2 separate regions of the Rattus norvegicus genome follow, and region 1 is linked to region 2. The links are chromatin contacts, called in public Hi-C maps. All regions are on one chromosome and are shown on one strand. The core of a region is the stretch at or near the end of the contact, and the rest is flanking DNA. Distances in the headings are between cores, read along the strand shown. Region 1 overlaps Onecut2 (one cut homeobox 2). Region 2 has its middle 53 kb from the start of Rpl31l7.

What was found. Hi-C and Micro-C count contacts between places; a contact is called where the count stands out from the background.
Region 1: a contact with region 2 is called in a Hi-C map of liver, with 3 times the contacts expected there. The contact joins two enhancer-like sites. A contact is called at or near these places in 2 of 12 Hi-C or Micro-C datasets (kidney and liver).

The regions. Positions count from the first base shown.
Region 1 is chr18:60,104,525-60,108,242 of GRCr8, forward strand. The region is part of intron 1 of Onecut2 (one cut homeobox 2); the gene reads left to right. Among named protein-coding and RNA genes, the nearest start is that of Onecut2, 4.4 kb to the left of the region's middle. Within about 2 kb of position 1,752, at least 3 of the 93 cell types and tissues checked have an H3K27ac peak or open chromatin away from gene starts, as enhancers often do. A contact at or near this core is called in liver, where this site is marked.
Region 2 is chr18:59,853,604-59,857,747 of GRCr8, forward strand. No RefSeq gene overlaps it. Among named protein-coding and RNA genes, the nearest start is that of Rpl31l7, 53 kb to the left of the region's middle. Within about 2 kb of position 2,753, at least 1 of the 93 cell types and tissues checked has an H3K27ac peak or open chromatin away from gene starts, as enhancers often do. A contact at or near this core is called in liver, where this site is marked.

The DNA of each region.
Region 1 (3,718 bases), core at 502-3,001, 250 kb after region 2:
CATTTACTAGGGTTTATGCTAGGTCTCCGGAGAGGTTAAGGTGCTCTCGGAAAGAGGTGCTGAGAAATTAAGACGCGAGTTAGTTAATGCTTCTGGGCCTCAGCAGGCTGTAAGCTCCGCCTTTGCATTAAAGTGGGCGCTGATTGTGCGCGCAGGGGAGTGCGGCGGAGGCCCGGCTGCCCGCGGCAGGGGACCGGTCAACGCGCGGGTTACATTGTTCCGGAGCGGGCACGGCTCTCTGTGCCTCCTCTAGCGGCCGAGAGGCGAGGTACAGCCCTCTATTGTTCTAGGAACACTGAAACCTCCGGTATGGGCGGTGAGTGCAAAAGCGAAAGACGCCGCCTGGGCTGCGGCTGACACAGTTTCGAGCTTTTGTGCAGACAGACCCGACTCCCAGAGTGCTACGACTGCTCTGCCCCTAGGCCTGAACCGCGGACCCAGAGGGGCAAGGAGTCCAGACCTCCCGCTGGTGAGGACATAACAATAACCAGCTGCAACCTTGGCTGGGTGACTTCGTGCTTCTTGGTGCTCTAGGAACAGTTAGCTAGCGTTGGCCTTAATTTGCTTAAAACCCGTATTAGGGCTCGCGTGGTTCTGAATCCGGCGCTCACGAGCTCTGGATCTTCTTAGGTCAGGTGTCCATTCCGGTCCCTCAAGACTTTCTTCCACCACCAGACCGGGTTTTGTGCGGTGCATCCTACCGTTCCTAGCAGAACTAAGGGATGTGTCCCGGGGTATGGTCACTGCTCCTAAGGAGGAGACGTTTCCACCTACAGTCCCTTCCTTTGCCCAATGTTGGGTTTTGTTCGCTTCTCAGCAACCTCCCGTGTCAATCTAAAAGGGTAAGGAAAAGAAAGAAAAAACGATTTCTTCCAGAGAACTCCCCTCAAAATCTCTGGGCTATGGACAGTTTTGACTAGAGGTTGAGGCCGACTTTAATCTTTTTTTCTCCGTTAGCTTATTCTCCATCCTCTTATACACTCTCCTCGTTTTGTGCTCCTGGTCCCGGGTAAAGATAAAGCTTTGAAAGCTAGAGGCTTAATGATTGCTCTCGTTATGGTAACTTCATTTTAGACTTCCCATTCCCCGATACTGTAGGAGCTCTAAGGGGTCTCAAGCATTGGTTGGTTTCCTGCGCTTGTGGGGGGGGGGCGCAGAAGGAACTTGGCAGCTGCTCCTAGGGGTACAGTAAAGGGCTCCACGACAGCTTTTCCTCTCTGGGCCATCTCGGAGCGCTGCCGCCCCCTCACGCCCGTCCGGCAAAGGGCAATGCTGTATAAAAACACTAGCATTCTGTCCGTGTTGAAAGTTAAAGCTTCCCCTTGCAGCGAGCTTTTCTACAGTGGATGAGGAAGAGTGTGGTACCTGGGGCTCTCAGCCCCAAACTCCTGGAGAGTTGCCAGGTGACTCCTGGGGCAAACCTTCCAGACTTGTATCGTGATTTCCGGCGGGGATCGCAGACAGGGAAAGTAAGCGGAGCACCCGGTTTTGCTCAAACATTTAACTGTGAGTCTGTTTTATAACCTTAGGAGAAATGGGGACAAGCGCCTTCCCTTTTTTTTTTTTTTTTAAATCTGGCCGTTTTGTCGGCAACTACAAGTATTGAGTAGTTATAGGGGGCTTTTCGGTATGGGGTCAGTAGATCAGTGCCTTCAGACACTGTCAAAAGCTGGAGATGGGTAAATAGGTATTATGTGCTCGGTAGAGTAGGGAACAGAATCGCACAGAGTAGAAAAGGAAGGCCTTTGATTGTTATTGATCGGTGGGAAACCCTGCTGGGAACCATCCCGGAGTCCGGGTCTTTGGGGCCCTGGGGTTAAGCAAGTCAGTGACTTCCCAGGATGGCCGGCCGTCCCAGCCCAGCACCTTCACACACACACACTCTCTCACTCTCTCTCTCTCTCTCTCTCTCTCTCTCTCTCTCTCTCTCTCATTTCATCATTTTGAGACCCATCTGTACAAGGGTCAGAGGGACTCTGATTGTCAAGCTCTATTTTTAGGTCAAGTATACCAGTCACCCCGGAAAGCTGGGCCGTCCAGCCAGCCCATGAACCTTCCCAGTCTTTCTACTGTCAAGCTTGGGTATACAGCAAAGACGACTCCTCCGGACCAAGTTAGTGAAGTTCGGATTGTCCCAAAGTAGAAGTCAGGGAAAGAAACTCTACCCTCACTGGGTGGTGAGAACGGCTAGTAGTAACAACCGGTCAAATAGGCTGGGAGTGGCCCAAGACGGGATCCCGCTGGGCCGTTCTTATTAGCCTGGCGCGAGGACAAACTCACGCAGGTTTGAGCACACTTTCTCTGGCTTTGATCCTCCAGGGCCTCGGCACAGCGCACAAAAGCGAACTAGGAGGAACCGCGGGAGCTCAGGGAAGAACCTGAGTCCATGAGGGGGGTCATTACTATTATTGTTGTTGTTGTTGTTGTTGTTGTTGTTGTTGTTGTTGCTTTTCTCAACGCAGGAAAACAATAGCGTGGCTGCTATTACCGTCATAACAGAGGTTTCTGCCTCCTGGGAGCGAGGCTTCGCTGTTGGCCCTCCCGGAGCCGAGCTCCAGTGCCAACTGCGTGAAGACCTTCTCCAGGAAGCAGTCCCTAAACAGACAGAATAGAGCCTACTCAGTCCAGGAGGTTTTAAAGTCCTTAGCCAACTCGATGCCCTCGGGCCCAATTGTCGCCCGCCTCAGCGGATGTGGTCAGATCATTGATCGCCCCATAGCTCCTGCATTCATACGTGCGCATCTCCTGCCGCGCCGTACAGGTGCTTTTTAGATGACGCGGGAGACAGGTTTTTGCTAAAACGAAGGGCTGGAAGTGGGCCTCCGCCACAACGTTCTTTCCGTTTCGCACCCAACATTTCCGACCATCTTGTTTGTCCAATCCGGGGGCCCAGCCCGCTGGGGGTTTACTTTGGGGATCCGAGTCAGGAGGCCAAACCCAGTGCACACCGGTGCAGAACAGACTGATCTGTTAGCTTGCTGGCTGATCAGATTAATAACTGTAAAGCTCACTACCGGTGTTCTTGCCGTGTCAAGTCCCTAGTCCCCAAAGAACGCCTTCCGAACAGAGATTGAGACGGAACTTGTAGAGGAAGGCGGGCCGCGAGGGAGCTGAGTGAACCCGAGCTCCGAGAAGTATTCCGGGCCGCCGGCAGCGGTGGATTAGAGGGGCGGCGCATTTATTTTTATTCCAAGCTTTCCACAGTGTGGTTATGTCACTTTCTCAAACAAATGTGTATATGGAGGGAGATCGATGCTGATAATGTTTAGAAGATTAAAAGAGCATTAATGCTGGCAACAATAACGTAAACGTGTGGACCCAGATTTCATTGATCTGGAACCTGATCCGGCGCGTTTCCAGTAAGTCGGACGGACGGCTCGCTCTTCCCAGAAGAGCGCTCGCCAGTGCCCAGGATCCCTGGCGCTCCGGCCACGCCAGCTGAGGCCGGGTTCTCAGGTCTGACCGCAACTCCTCCCGGGAGCAGCCGTTGGAGCCAGCTACATTTTCGATAAACGGTTTTCTTGGCCTGCACAGGGCTCCTGGGTCCCATTTACCCACCGTTGCGTATACTGAACAATCTGCGCTACTTGGGGTGACAATTGGTGATCCTGCTCTAAAACAAAATAACAACAACAACATGCCTTCGTCTTCCCTGCCCTTGACCATCGTACTTGATCCAACGGATCTCTGGCTAGTGTTCTCTCTCTCTCTCTCTCTC
Region 2 (4,144 bases), core at 1,503-4,002:
ACAGAGTGAGCGTGGAAACAGTGAGAGCTGGCAACAGGAGAATCACTTTTGTTGCAAGGAGTTCACAAGTCAGAGACTGAAAGATGTGGAACCCTGCGGAGCACAGAGGCTCTGTGTGATCTTCATGGCCACCCTAATGAAACTCCTCTCTCTCTTCTCGTGGGATAAGTAGCAGCTTTGCCAGGACAGCAAATAGCGTCCCTCTCTCCCTGGCTTTGGAATGATGAAGATCTGTTCTCACTCTTTTTCTCCCACCATCACTCAAGAACAGTGCCTCCCCTAAAGTTGGTAAGTAGCAGGAGAATAGGGATCTACAAGCTCTGAGGAGGCTTCCTAGTTCTTGCCCCCAAATTTCTAGTGAGATGTGGCTTGAAAGCTGTGACCTGTGTGACCCACAAAGAATAGAAGCTGTAGTAATGATTCTTGCTGAGTTTGGGACCCTCTGAAATTTCTCCCCACCATAAGAGCTAGGCAGAGCCATCTTTTCCCTCTAGAACCAGCAGGCCTCTGACTTCCCCAGTTTGAGCCGGTAACCTGTGACTCTATCTCCAAACAGCAGGCCTTCATTGAATCCTTCTCCATCCCCAAGGTGTAGGTCAAGTTCCACCTCTCCATACTCAAGCCTTTGCAGACAGACTCTATCTCTGATGGGGTCAAAGCCTCATCACCAGGACTTTGTTTCCCCTTTCTGTATCTATCTCCATTTAAGTCTTAAAGTGACTTTACATTGTCCTTGTGTCTTCTTATCTGTCACACATCCTGTGGGGACCCCTGGGGAACAGGGGAAAGCCCTTCATCCCAAAATCTTGACAGGAAAATAAGGAATAAAAGACCAGCGAGACTCACCATTAATTCCAGGCTGCCAGATTTCTACACCACCTTTCCTCGTCCCAAAAGTATTGTTGGTTTCAGAAGTTTTGGAACACATAGCAAATAATGTTTGAAAGTTGTGTGTATTCTAGTCTATTTCCTGCCAGGACAAACAGGCATGCATTTTTCAAGGACATTGAAATCCTATCATGTAGTTCTCTGTGCTTCTTTCCCCTTTGATATTTTATGGGCACATATTGTGTTGTTAAACATCTTCCCAAAGTGTAATTTTTTGTGGCTTCAAAACATGGCGCCATACAAATCCACTTTGCTGTTTTGCATTGTGTTGGGCATTCCAGACATGCCTATTTTCCATTTTTAAAGTTATTCATTGTTATAATGACATGACATGACATTCATGTAGAGGTCAGAGGATGATTTTGCGGAGCTGGTTCACATCTCCACCTCCCCATGGATCCTAGGCTTCTATGGCAAACACCTTTATCCTCCGAGCCATCACACCGGCCACATGGATTCGTGGAATCTCTTCTTACTTTCTCAGCCCTACCTCTGCCATCACCTTCAGGCCTGTGCTCCACTATTTAGTACTGTGACTTATTTACTTGAGAAGTTTTCAAACCCTGCCCTGTCTTGACCAGTCCCTCCATCAAGCATATCTCTCTGCTTTGTTCTCAGCTCTAAGTAAAGATGCTAATGGTTAGGCCCTAGACTCTGGTTTTAATTAGGGTTTCCATTACTGGAAGAGACACCATGACTAAGGCAACTCTTATAAAGGACAATATTTAATTGGGACTGGCTTACAGGTTCAGAGGTTCAGTCCATTATCATTAAGGTGAGAAGCATGGCAGTGTCCAGGCAGGCATGGTGCAGGAGGAGCTGAGAGTTCTACATCTTGTTCTGAAGGGAACCAGGAGAAGAGTGACATCTTCAGGCAGCTAGGAGGAGGATCTCATTGCCCACTCCTACAGTGACACACTTCCTTTTGCAAGGCCAAACCTACTCCAAGGCCACACCTCCTAACAGTGCCACTCCTTGGTCAAGCATATTCTACCTACCATTACCCTTTAGTTTTCCTCTGCTGTAACCAGCCCAATGCCTTGAGGACCAGCTCTCCAGGGCTGATCCAATACTTGGTTTACCTGTTCTTTCCCTCTTTCCAGTCTTAGGCCTTTGACCAGCCCCTTCCTTCTGAGTCTTTCTTACCCCATTCTTAATATCATTCTTTCCTTTCTATTTCTTGCCCCAAGTCTCATCCTGTACATGGATTTTCTTCTTGAACAGTCATGTCTCATTACTTATGTGTGATAATGAGGGCTGGTCAAGAAATGCCATTCCACCACAATCTATGGGTGACCCAACTCAACCTGTAGGCATCTCTCCTAAGGAACTAGACATAAAGCCTTTGGGACTCCTACTTTAGGTGGACCTACTGTGGGCCCTGAGCAGGCCTTTTTTTTTTTAACTTATAAAAGGTGAGCTCTCCTCTTTCAAGGGATCTTGGGTGGCTGTGCAAAACCAGTTAATTCTATCTGGAACAAAGGCCTAGCCCTCATTTCTAAGAAGAGACTGGGGCTTCAAAACTACTTGGATTCACTTTCTAGCTGTACACTCTTGGCGTTCAAGCAGGTTATTTTACTTTTTGTACCTTTGTTTGCTCTCTTGGCAACAAGACATAAAGATTAATGGGTAATGAATCTAACATGTGTAGAAAGTGCCTGGTCTTCAGCAAGTGGTCCGTGTATAGTTATACAAATATCCAGACCTTTCTCTCTAAGAGATGAGAGAGTATAAAAGGACACCCCATCTCCTTTTCCTTCATTTCTACCTACAGAACAGAAGAAGGCCCTGCAGTCAGGGAGGGAAGTCAAGGTTCAAATCCGACAAGGAAGGCAGAGTTTAGAAGGTTCCATTCTAAACCTGGAATGTTTGTCTTTGAAAGGGTGTGACTGTGTATCTTGCCAGAGTCTGATAGACCGAAACTATGCTGTGTTCATCTCCAAGTCTTCATGGCACCTAACAGATACTCAATAAACACAACAAATGCGATAAGCTAAGGTTGGAGTTAGAAGGTGAAGCTGGTACTTGAAGAGCTGAGGGTGAAGTCATCAATACTGAAAAACTGTCACCCATCTGGGAAACTGGTGATGCTTCCTGATACTCACGGAGCTACAGCTGTCTGAGCTGAGGAGAACACAAAGAGTTGTACACTCTAAACTGCTGGTGTTTGCTTTCCTTTATCCTCTACTGTTGATTATGAAGGAAGCAAAGTGGGCCTGACTTAGTCATGGTTTCTATTCCTGCACAAAACTTAATGACCAAGAAGCAAGTTGGGGAGGAAAGGGTCTATTCAGCTTACACTTCCATATTTGCTGTTCATCACCAAAGGAAGTCAGGGCTGTAACTCAAGCAGGTCAGGAAGTAGGAGCTAATGCAGAGGCCATGGAGGGATGCTTCATGGCTTGCTTCATGCTTACTGGCTTGCTTCCCCTGGCTTGCTCAATTTGCTTTCTTATAGAACCCAGGACCACCAGCCCAGGGATGGCACCACCCACAATGGGCTGGGTCCTCCCTCCTTGATCACTAATTGAGAAAATGTCTTACAGCTGGATCTCACGGAGGCATTTGTTCATCTGAGGCTCCTTCTTCTGTGGTAACTCCAGCTTGTGTCAAGTTGACACACAAAACCAGCCAGCACATTTGTAAAGGTTGAAAGGTGGGTACCACTGGCTTTTATTAGATTAAGTGGAAGGTTAAAGCAATACTACAGGACTTATCTGGCAAGTAAAGGTCAATTAGCTGTGCCGGAAGCATTAAAATATTCCTGTAATAGGGGAGCTTGAGTTTGTGAAAAGAAAATTTTAAAAAAATCTCAGACTTCATGGAATGGGAAAAAAAAAGATTTACCTTGTAATGGGCATAGAACTGGTGCTCAGGCAGATACCAAGGTTGGTGGGACTCCCCCTTGCTTTTGTGTGCCTTCCTTCTTAGAGTGGCTCTATCACAGTAGTCTACTGGAGCCTACATGTTGAAAAAGGTTCTGTCCAGAGCTTCAGCTAGACACATGACTGTGCGACTGTTCTCTGACACTGGAACCTCGTGTGTGATGGTTGCCAAATGTCACATTGTGGGTAAGTGGTAGAGCGATCACACTGAGGTCTGCTAATACAGAGCGTGGTTCTCATTCCACTGTATTAGGGGAGATCACACCTACAGAGGCAAAAGAATCCTTCCAGGAGTTTATCCCTGCTCTGCACCCCCACTGTATATCTGATCTGGAGGACTCGGGAATGATACTCAAAAGTTACATTTTAAA